Linked DNA regions of Mus musculus: region 1 is linked to region 2. A link is a contact called in public Hi-C data. All regions are on one chromosome and are shown on one strand. The core of a region is the stretch at or near the end of the contact, and the rest is flanking DNA. Distances in the headings are between cores, read along the strand shown. Region 1 overlaps Ampd3 (adenosine monophosphate deaminase 3). Region 2 has its middle 5.8 kb from the start of Wee1.

Region 1 (5,014 bases), core at 576-3,075, 680 kb after region 2:
CAGAACATAGCCTGCTAACTGGTCTTAACAGTGGCGGCTTTAGGGTAGTGGGTGTGTTAGAGACATCACAGAGGGAAAGCTGTCAGGACCTGTCTGGACTTAGGAGTTGGCAGGTTTCCATCCTTTGGAGTCAGCTCTATTAAAGCAAAGCACTGAGATGCTCCAGCCTCTGCCCCTCCTCTGCCCCTGGAGTGGCCGCGTGGCTCTGGTACCTTCTGCCTTCAGGGGCAGCAACAGGGCAGGTGTGCGTTAGAGGATCCTGGCCTGGAGGCTTTTCCACTTTCTTCCAGGGGAAGGAAGACTTGGGATCATGCTGAGCATGGCTCGGATGGAGACCAAGACTCAACTTTCTGTTCATAAGAATCCTCAGAGACAAGTGCTGTGACGGGGGTGGGGAGTGGCTTTCAGAGGGGCCAGAACTGAGGAGGAGAGGCCGTGTGGTACAGGAGAAGGAACAGTGATAGCGGCCTCTGGGGAGGGAGCAGAGTGTGCAGATGTCAGGAGGGGGGAGGGAGGAGAGAGTGTGCAAGCTCGTGGGGTTGGAAGGTGGGTGACAGCCAAGTAGAGGGAGCTGTGGGAAGGTTCTGCACCATGGAGGCCTATGGACTTCTTAAAGAATGTCGTAAATCTCAGACTCTGGACCAAGAAGAGGCTTCGGAAGTAAGAGTAGGACACGTGGGTTATTGGATGCATGGGCAGAGGTGAAAGGTTGTGGTTAGACCACTTCCCTAGACACAACAGCCACTGTCTGTTCCTTATTTGGGTGGCTCAGTTTCTGTGAGAACTTAGCACATACCCTGGCAGATGGGGGAAACACCTCCCCCAGCCTGGCATAGCCCCGCCCCGCCCTCTGCAAGTGTGAGCGAGTGCTTTGGGCCTCTATAGCTCCTGAGGCTTGGGGCCAGGCTGGCCTAGCCAGCTGTGCTTCTGATGGTCCTGCGGTCATCCCTGGATGGCCCATGACTGTCCCTGGGCTGCTCCTTGGCCATGATGTGAGAGAGAATAGATGATTCTTGGGGTTTCCTGGCAGTCTGAGGTTGATGCCTGCTCTATCCACAACAGTCTGGCTTTTGGCACCTAAATTGGTCCCTAAGTATGAATCCAGAGCTGCTGAGTTAGGCCTGGTCCTCCAGGACAGGGGAGTTGGCAGGGTGCTGGGTGATTTGTTTTCTCACTCAAAATCTGGGTTCTAAGGACAAGACTGAGATTTAAAATCTACAGTGACAGGGAAGGGGTATCCCTATCTCCATGGTGGCTGCCATGTCCAGAGTCAGGCTCTAAAGTCAGCATGGGTAGTAAGGAATGAGTTTTGATATTGGGAGTCCCAACCAGCAGGACCCTATACTTGAGCGTGTAGTCTCTGCCCACCGCTAAGAAGGAAGGACTGTGTTTGCTACTTGGAAGTTGGATGTTGGATCGAAATGAGCATTGTCCACTTTGGTAAAGTGTAACACTAGGGACATCATAGGTATCATTTAGGCCAAGCCTGATCAAGTGGGGTCGGCTTCCTGAAGCTATTCAAGCTTAGAGAAAGAGTATGAGTATCGATTACTCATGTCTGCCATGGGTGTGAAAAGAGCCAGTGTTAGTTAGCTCAGGTCTCAGACATCAAACAGTGCTTCACTGAAATGTGACTGGTCTGTGAACCTTGATCTCACGTGACAGTAAAGTATCCGCGTAGATTCTTCTAGCCAGTCGAAGACACTAAAATGAAGGCCTTTTTTGACTTATTCTGCAAGTTGGAGTAGGGGATTCCTGGATGGCCCAGCTGGTTTCATTCTATGTCCTGTGACTCATGGGAGCTATGACAGGCTGTGTGTATGACTGTGAAGCTGGAAGACACAGCTAGAATGGCAAAGAATGTGTGGAGTCATGCTGAGTGAGGTAGGCCAAGCCAGGCTGGCTCCTTGTCGCCTCTCGGCTATGAAGCGCTGGAGCTTCAGCCCCGCTCCGTGTAATGTTCTGCATCTCACAGCTTTGAGTTCTTCTGTCTTTCCTGGAGGAGGGTCAAGAACTGATGGCAGGAAGGTCCCTGATGAGTGAGCACTGTCCCCAACACCATAGGCTGGCTGGGATAATGGACACACAAGTCCAATAGATCAAATGTCTGGCTTGGCATGTCTTAACAGATGACCAACCAGCTGTGGACAGCATTCCCCGGCTTGAGGTCAGTGTCTCCTCCCCCAAGCCTTGCCAGAGAGCCCAGTCTGCTGCAGTTCTAGCGTGCAGGCTGGAGTCTGGTAGGTAGCACCCTGAATTGTGACCTCTCTTGTCTTCTTGGGATCATGAGAGGTGAGCCAGCATGCTCACTGTGTCTCTAGGGCACCCGTTAGCCAGGTGACAGCCTGTAAGTGAAACAGTAAAAAAAGAAGAGAAAATGGAGGGGTGAGGGAGATAGGACAGGCAACGTGAGGAGTGATTGTACTCTAAAAAAACCCAAACAGCCCACTCTAGCTTGCATGTGCACGGGGATGGTGTGGCTGACTGAGGACAAGGGAAGAAGCCACGAGGCCAGGAAAGAGGTCGCTCTGGACTCAGGAGTGAGTTTTTTGGTGGCAGTGGGGGTGGGACACACGTTTGGGAGGTAGAACTGATGTGATTAGCTGGTACTGAGACGAGGGTAGGAAGGCCGCCCACTTTTTCACAATGAACTTCTGAGGTCAGGATCGGTCATTTCTCAAGACACTGAGGACCAGGAGATGGTCAGGTTTGCACTGTGGTCTGAGACGGAGAGTGCATTCTGGAGGTATATTAAATTTGAACTGTCTGTGAGTTCCTCGAATAGAGACGTCCGTTAGGTAATTACTTAGTTCTGGGACTTTCAGCTCATGGTCCGCAATTGGGAGTTGTTTAAAGAGAAAAATTAAAGGCACAGGCGGCTCAGCTCTTGGTGTTCTCGCAGAGAACTGGAATTCAGTTCCCAGCATTCACGGCAAGCAGTTTACAACTGCACACAATTTCATTTCCAGGGGATTGATGCCCTTTTCAGCCCCACCCCCACCCCTTGCCTCTTTGTTCTCTCTCTCTCTCTCTCTCTCTCTCTCCTCCCCTCCTCTCTCTCTCTCTCTCTCTCTCTCTCCCTCCCCTCCCCTCCCCTCCCCTCATCTCATCTCTCTCTCTCCTCCCCTCCCCTCCCTTCCCTTCCCCTCCTCTCTCTCTCTCCTCCCCTCCCCTCCCCTCCCTTCCCCTCCTCTCTCTCTCCCCTCCCCTCCCCTCCTCTTCTCTTCTCTCTCTCTCCCCTCCCCTCCCCTCCCCTCCCCTCCCCTCCTCTTCTCTTCTCTTCTCTTCTCTCTCTCTCTCTCTCTCTCTCTCTCTCTCTCTCTCTCTCTCTCTCTCTCTCGACTCCTCTCTCCCTCAAGCCCCCCCTCCCCACTTCCACTCCCTGGTGTATATGCATGTATTCACATACACATGAAAAAAAATAATCTTTAAAGACACAGGTGGCATAGGTCAGGGGTGAGGATGAGCTGTCACAAGAGAGGTCAGAGGTGAAGAGACAGCTCTATGTTACAGGAGTTTAGCAGGACACAGAAGACCTGAAACATTCAACAAGGAAGCCAAGGTCCCACTGGGCTCCAGGCTGGTGCCTCCTTTGGGGAATCTGTGTTTCCATCAAGTGCAGGGGACCCACGCTCCTGACTCCTGTCTGTGAGTCAGAATTTTCTCTGCGGTCTGAGTCCACATGTTGGCTTCCAGTCAGGATATTTGTTTCAGAATGGGGCTTGAAATTCCTGGGCTCAGGTGAGGTAGAGTTGACTGAGAAAGGTGTGGTGGGTGCCCTTTTAGGGGTATTGCTTTGGGAATTCCCAGAGAAGTCAGTGGGAAGGGTTGGATCTCAATGGTTATATGAACCCATTGGAACAGATGGCACCGGTTCTCTCTTCATTCGTTCGTTCATTCATTCATTCATTCACTCACCATTGACTCACCGATACCTTGGACCAATTCTTGGGGCAGGTGTGACGTGGATGCAGTGGACCTGGTCCCTGCCCTTGAGGAGGTCCCAGGCAGATAGAAACATGTAAGAGAGGTCAGGAGGATGTGCCCACCAATGTGGATGACTATCCCAGGTGCCCAGGCTGGGCAAGAGAGAGAATGGATTAGCTGTGCCCAGGGGATCAGGGTTGGCTCTCGAGTGGATGAGCTTGGCAGGAAGGAAGGAAACCTGTGGGCTGAGAAAGGCATGGGCAATGTGATACCACAGAGCAGCTTGGTGTCTGAGGAGCCAAACATGGCTCCCCACATGTGACGGGGGCAGCTGGAAGAGGAGAGATTATGATTGCATGCAGCCTTAATTCCAGGTTCAAGTGCTGGGACTGTGTATGCAAGAGAGAACTTGTCAAGTGGGTAAACAAGAAATCAAAACAAAAATATCTTGATGCTGTTTAGATATAGGCTGGGGGCAGGCCTGCAGGAGCAAAGACTAGCTCCGAGGCCTGGAGAAAAAATAGGAAGGGGGATGGTTGGCATTCTGTCCACAGCCAGTGTGGTGCTGAGACTCTGTGTTCCGCCTGGAGGGTTGAGGCTCTTCGGTCACTAGGGGAGGGGACTGGCTCATTGACCAGTGGGTGATGTGTTCCAGGTAGACACACACATTCATGCAGCGGCCTGCATGAATCAGAAGCACCTGCTGCGTTTCATCAAGCACACGTACCAGACAGAGCCCGACAGAACTGTGGCGGAGAAGCTAGGTCGGAAGATCACCCTGCGGCAGGTGTTTGACAGCCTGCACATGGACCCCTACGACCTCACGGTGGACTCGCTGGATGTTCATGCAGTAAGCTAGCTCTGCCCTGGGTACTTCTATCAGGAGTGCTCTGTCCACAGAAGCCAGCATGCCTGTGCTTGGACAGTTGGTGGCTGGGGAAATCATCTTACTTTGCTTGTAGTAGAGCCGTGGAAGGAATCCGGTGGTATTGAATAGTGAGGCTGGGAACAAATGAGTCAAAGGAAGACCGTGAAGTCGGATGGTTACAAATTCTAATCCCCCTCAATCACTTAGGAGTCATGTACC
Region 2 (5,166 bases), core at 2,142-4,641:
TTTTCTAAGAACTTTTGTCTATAAAAAGGCCAGAGAAAATGTAGGTCCCTGTCCACCCCAGCCACAGGGCACAGCTGCTTATGCTTATGCCAGGGAGGGTGCTGAGCTGTCAGGAAGCTCCAAGAGCACAGTCTTAGGTGTGGGAAAGCTGGAGCTGGTTCAGGGGTCCAAGGGGCAACAAGGCCAGGGTGTGGACTTCTCTGACTCTTGGACATCCAGGCTCTGCTGGGAGTCACAAAATAGTAGAGGACAGAATCAGGGACGGAAGGCTGGGCTGGGGCTGGGGTAGAGGACTAGGAGAGGAGGTGAGTGGGGAGATCTGGCTTGTCCCATGTGTGTAGGCTTAATGATGGCAGTTGTGGCTGGGAGTGCAGAGAGGCCTTCTATGGGAGATTAGGCTGCAGGTCTGTAGGTGAAGGCCTTCTTCATGGTTCCCCATGGTGGAAACCCTAAGACTGTGTGTGTGTTTGTGCGCATGTGTGGGTGTGTATAGATCAAACAATAATTCTGAGCCGGGCGGTGGTGGCCTTTAATCCCAGCACCTGGGAGGCAGAGGCAGGTGAATTTCTGAGTTTGAGGCCAGCCTGGTCTATAGAGTGAGTTCCAGGACAGCCAGGACTGCACAGAGAAACCCTGTCTCGAAAAACCAAAACCAAAACGAAACAACAACAAAAAAACCCAATAATTCTGTAGTCCTTTTTCCACTTTTATCTGGGTTCTTGGTCTCAGACACAGTCCATAGGGTTGTGGGACAAGTAAGCACTGTTATCCATTGAGTCATCTCACTGGCCTGTACTTTTGCACAAAGTTTTGTGAATGCACAAACACCCCTTGTACTACTCTTAGTCAGTCTCTCTCCTGCTTTCAGATTCTAAGCAATTACTGAAGGAGAATCTTAGATATTGAAATCTTTTATATAGAATCATATAAGTGATATGTTTATATCTAAAGCATGTACTGATATCTGCCTCTGACCTACCTTATTCAAACATTAGATAGATTAATAGTCCCTACTAACTACCTAGACAAGAAATACTAATTCATATTAAACTTCAAGCTTCCCCCTTTCTCCTTAGACTTTTCCCATTCAAATCCTATGCATGCTACTTCTGCTCTCAGCTGGTTTCGCACAACTCAACTGCCTGTGAATACTAAGCAACTCTTGGTGGGAGGACATCAGGAGTCACATGCTATATTTGAGTGACTTTGAGTCATTGGTCTCAAGAAACATTGCTCTAGTCAAAGCACTTATGGAATGTCTCTTGCGAGGGATAATTGCTAGTGTCACATTTCATCTGTTGAACAGCCTCAGACGATTTGATTTCATTGCACTGACCACACTCAGAGTGTGGAGGGCAGTGACGAGTGAGGAAATTGTTATCTGAAAAATCAACCAGGAGCTCTAGGGTTGGCGTCATTCTAGCCTGAGGTCTGGATTCTTGGTCCTGTGGCAGTTGGTAACAGTTAGAGCTAGGGTGATGAAAGTTTTGATGAGGGGTAGAAGGAGCAATGGCTAAAGACAAAAGGTACCGATGATAAGAAAGAGGACAGCAAGAGCTGAGCTATTTAGCACTTTTTTTTTGTTGGTTTTTTTTTTTTTTTTGAGACAGGGTTTCTCTGTGTAGCCCTGGCTGTTCTGGAACTCACTCTGTAGACCAAGCTGGCCTCAAACTCAGAAACCCGCCTGCCTCTGTCTCCCAAGTGCTAGGATTAAAGGTGTGTGCTACCACTGCCCGGCTATTTAGCCCATTTTTTTTTTAAAGATTTATTTATTTATTTATTATATGTAAGTACACTGTAGCTGTCTTCAGACACACCAGAAGAGGGCGTCAGATCTCATTACAGATGGTTGTGAGCCACCGTGTGGTTGCTGGGATTTGAACTCCGGACCTTTGGAAGAGCAGTCGGGTACTCTTACCCACTGAACCATCTCACCAGCCCCCCATTTTTTAAAATATGTATTTATTTATGCATATGAGTGTTCTGTTTTGCATGTGTGTCTGCATGACAGAAGAGGGAATCAGTTCCCATTACAGATAGTTGTGAGCCACTTTGTGGGTGCCAGGAATTGAACTCAGGACCTCTGGAAGAGCAGCTAATGAACCATGTCTTCAGCCCCAACTTTATTTTTTTTAATTATTATTTTACTTTATGTATATAAGCAGGGTTTTTGTTTTGTTTTCCCTGCATGTATGTCTGTAAACTACATGCATGCCTGGTGTCTCTGCAGGCCAGAAAGGGTGTCATATCTTCAGGAACTGGAGTCACAGTTGTGAGCTTCCATGTGGATGCTAGGAAAAATGCTTTTTCCTTTTGGAAAAGCAGCCATTGTTCTTGACTACTGAGCCAGTCTCTTTAGCTCTAACACAGAACTGTTTCTGCAATTCTGAATTTTGACTAACGAAGCTTTAAACAAATTACATTAAGTTTTTTATTATTATGATTTATTGTATGTGTGGGGGGGGGAGTGCACAAGCCAAGGTGCATGTGTAGAGGTCAGAGGACAACTTGGAATTTGTTTTCTCCTTCACTCCAGGAGGTACTAGTGATTGAACTCAGTCATCAGGTTTGGTAGTAAGCACCCTTACCAGTTGGGAGTTCAGGATAACTTTGGTTCTTTCCTTTCATAGGTGAGTCCCAGGGCTTGAACTCAGGCCCCAAGGAAGCCTTTTTTTTTTTAAAGATTTATTTATTTATTTATTTATTTATTTATTTATTTATTTATTTATTACTTGTAAGTACACTGTAGCTTCAGACATACCAGAAGAGGGCATCAGATCTCATTACGGATGGTTGTGAGCCACCATGTGGTTGCTGGGATTTGAACTTCCGACCTTCGGAAGAGCAGTCAGGTGCTCTTACCCACTAAGCCATCTCACCAGCCCCCAAGGAAGCTTTAAAAGAGGAAAACACAACAGAACAAAAACTCTAGAAATCTATCAGAGGTGAACTATTTCTCCAGGGCTTAAACACAAACTAGAAAAGACTGCTTTTTGGAAAGCCCCTCTAGTCTCATGAAATATTCCTCTGATTACATCACTGAGAAAAAAAGATAGTTCTTAGTTCTGAAGAACTTAGTCTGGAGGGCAGAGCTTATGTTAATGAGAACAGGCCTGGACTCATGTGCTGTCCTGCATTTAAAGTACTGGAGAGGGTGTCTCTTGTCTCAACTAAAATGGGACAAGGAAAGTGAATGAGCCAGTAGGGGCATTCAAGGCTTTTATCTGCTAAGTCATTGGTCTAAGGAGGATAAACAAATTGTTCTCCCTCCTGCTAAATTCTTCCCTACTGTTTTTTTGTTTTGTTTTGTTTTGTTTTGTCCCTCAGCTAACTGTACCCAGAGTGTGAGTCTGCAGCAGTTGCCAAGCAACATTACTGTTAGGAACAACTGGGTGGGGAGAGAACTGGAGATTTGACTTCTCTAGCCTGGGGCAAGTGGGTGGAACCCTCCCGTCTAGTACATTTTGTACTGTACTTGGAGGAGCATGCAATTTTAAAAATCAGAATTGTTTCAGTTAGATGTTGCTGAAATTAAACCATAACATCATGCCCTGTGCTTAGCTGGAGGGAGTGGGGCCTGGGTAGCTTAGTCATTTGGGGACTTCTGTCACAAAGATCATCACTAGATTTTCCTTTAAAAAGTTCCTGGGATTAAAGTCAATGGAGTTGTAGAAACAAAACTTGGTTCCAGGCCAGGGTGGAAGAGAACAGACAAATGAACATCAGGCAAAAGAAAGTCACACACTGGTTTTAACAGACTGGCGCGCGCGCGCGTGTGTGTGTGTGTGTGTGTGTGTACTGGAGGTCACCTCACAAGTGCTAGGTGAGTGCTCTACCATTGAGCAGTATCTCTGATAACATTTCATAATCTATATAAGAGCACATTGTACATCAATTTAACATTACACTTTAACATTACTGAGTCCTGTGCTTTTTTTTTTTAAGATTTGTTTATTTATTATATGTAAGTACATTGTAGCTGTCTTCAGACACTCGAGAAGAGGGAGTCAGATCTCCTTACGGATGGTTGTGAGCCACCACGTGAACTCCAGACCTTCGGAAGAGCAGTTGGTGGGTGCTCTTACTCACTGAGCCATCTCACCAGCCCTACTGAGCCCTGTTGTTGTTGTTTTTCTTTTTTTGGTTTTTGGTTTATCGAGACAGGGTTTCTCTGTGTAGCTCTGGCTGTCCTGGAACTCACTTGGTAGACCAGGCTGGCCTCGAACTCAGAAATCCACCTGCCTCTGCCTCCCAAGTGCTGGGATTAAAAGTGTGCTCCACCACCACCCGACTCTGAGCCCTGTTTAAACATTTATTTCTAAAGACAGACTCACATAACCCAAGCTAGCCTCCCATTCTCCGGCCACTACTTCCCAGGCACATACTTCCCAGGAATGCAGGTATGTGCTGCCACACTCAGCTCAGGCTATCAGGGATTGAACCCAAAGCTTCACACATGTTAAGCAAGAACTCTACCAACTGAGCCACATCCCTAGTCTATTTGGCTTTTTTGCACAGGGTCTCTCTTTTGGCCCAGGATGCCATTGCATTTTCACGGATCTTCTCCTTCCACCTCAGTTTCCAAGGTGCTAGAATTACGAATAGGTATGAGCCACTGAGGTTTGTTTTGTTTTGTTTTGTTTTTTTGCTTTGTTTTGTATTTTGGTGATAGGATTTCTCTGTGCAATTCAGAGTCTCCTGCCTCTGCCTCCATTGTGCTGGGGCTAAAGGCGTGTGCCACCACAGCCCATCTTGAGTCTTGCTTTTACTTTTTTCTTCTCTACCTTTGTGTGTGAGCAAATGTGGCGGTCAGAGGACATGTTTTGGGAGTTGGTTCTTTCCTTCCATCATGTGGGCTCTGGGGAGGGAATTCAGACCACCAGGCCTGGCTGCAAGCACCTTTTCTTGTGGAGCTATCTACTGCCAGGCCAGCAGGTATTTTTAACTTTCATACTACCATACCATACAAGGTTTGGGAACTGACCTCTCCCATTCTTCCTGACTACTTGCGTGGCAAGAGTCCAAATCCTAGGTCTACAGATTAAGAGTTCTTCCTATCTGGAACCAATGTCCTTTGGGCCACCCAGCCTTACTTGGAGGAGCTCCCAGTCTAGGGAGGTAGGCAGGTGGCAAAGTATGAGATAAAATCAAAACAAACACTTATTA

Evidence for each region. Hi-C and Micro-C count contacts between places; a contact is called where the count stands out from the background.
Region 1: a contact with region 2 is called in a Hi-C map of muscle stem cells, with 2.9 times the contacts expected there. The contact joins two enhancer-like sites. A contact is called at or near these places in 1 of 39 promoter capture datasets (pre-B cells), 1 of 484 Hi-C or Micro-C datasets (muscle stem cells), 3 of 115 datasets of contacts at active chromatin or transcription factors (acute myeloid leukemia, large pre-B cells and pancreatic cancer cells) and 2 of 9 other capture datasets (adipose tissue and liver).

What each region holds. Positions count from the first base shown.
Region 1 is chr7:110,796,061-110,801,074 of GRCm38.p6, forward strand. It overlaps Ampd3 (adenosine monophosphate deaminase 3), which reads left to right. Exons shown (of 15, transcript NM_001276301.1): 7 at 4,583-4,777. It also overlaps a transcript of Rnf141 not described here. Among named protein-coding and RNA genes, the nearest start is that of Gm39069, 18 kb to the left of the region's middle. Within about 2 kb of position 1,826, at least 141 of the 459 cell types and tissues checked have an H3K27ac peak or open chromatin away from gene starts, as enhancers often do. A contact at or near this core is called in muscle stem cells, where this site is marked.
Region 2 is chr7:110,113,645-110,118,810 of GRCm38.p6, forward strand. No RefSeq gene overlaps it. Among named protein-coding and RNA genes, the nearest start is that of Wee1, 5.8 kb to the right of the region's middle. Within about 2 kb of position 3,392, at least 70 of the 459 cell types and tissues checked have an H3K27ac peak or open chromatin away from gene starts, as enhancers often do. A contact at or near this core is called in muscle stem cells, where this site is marked.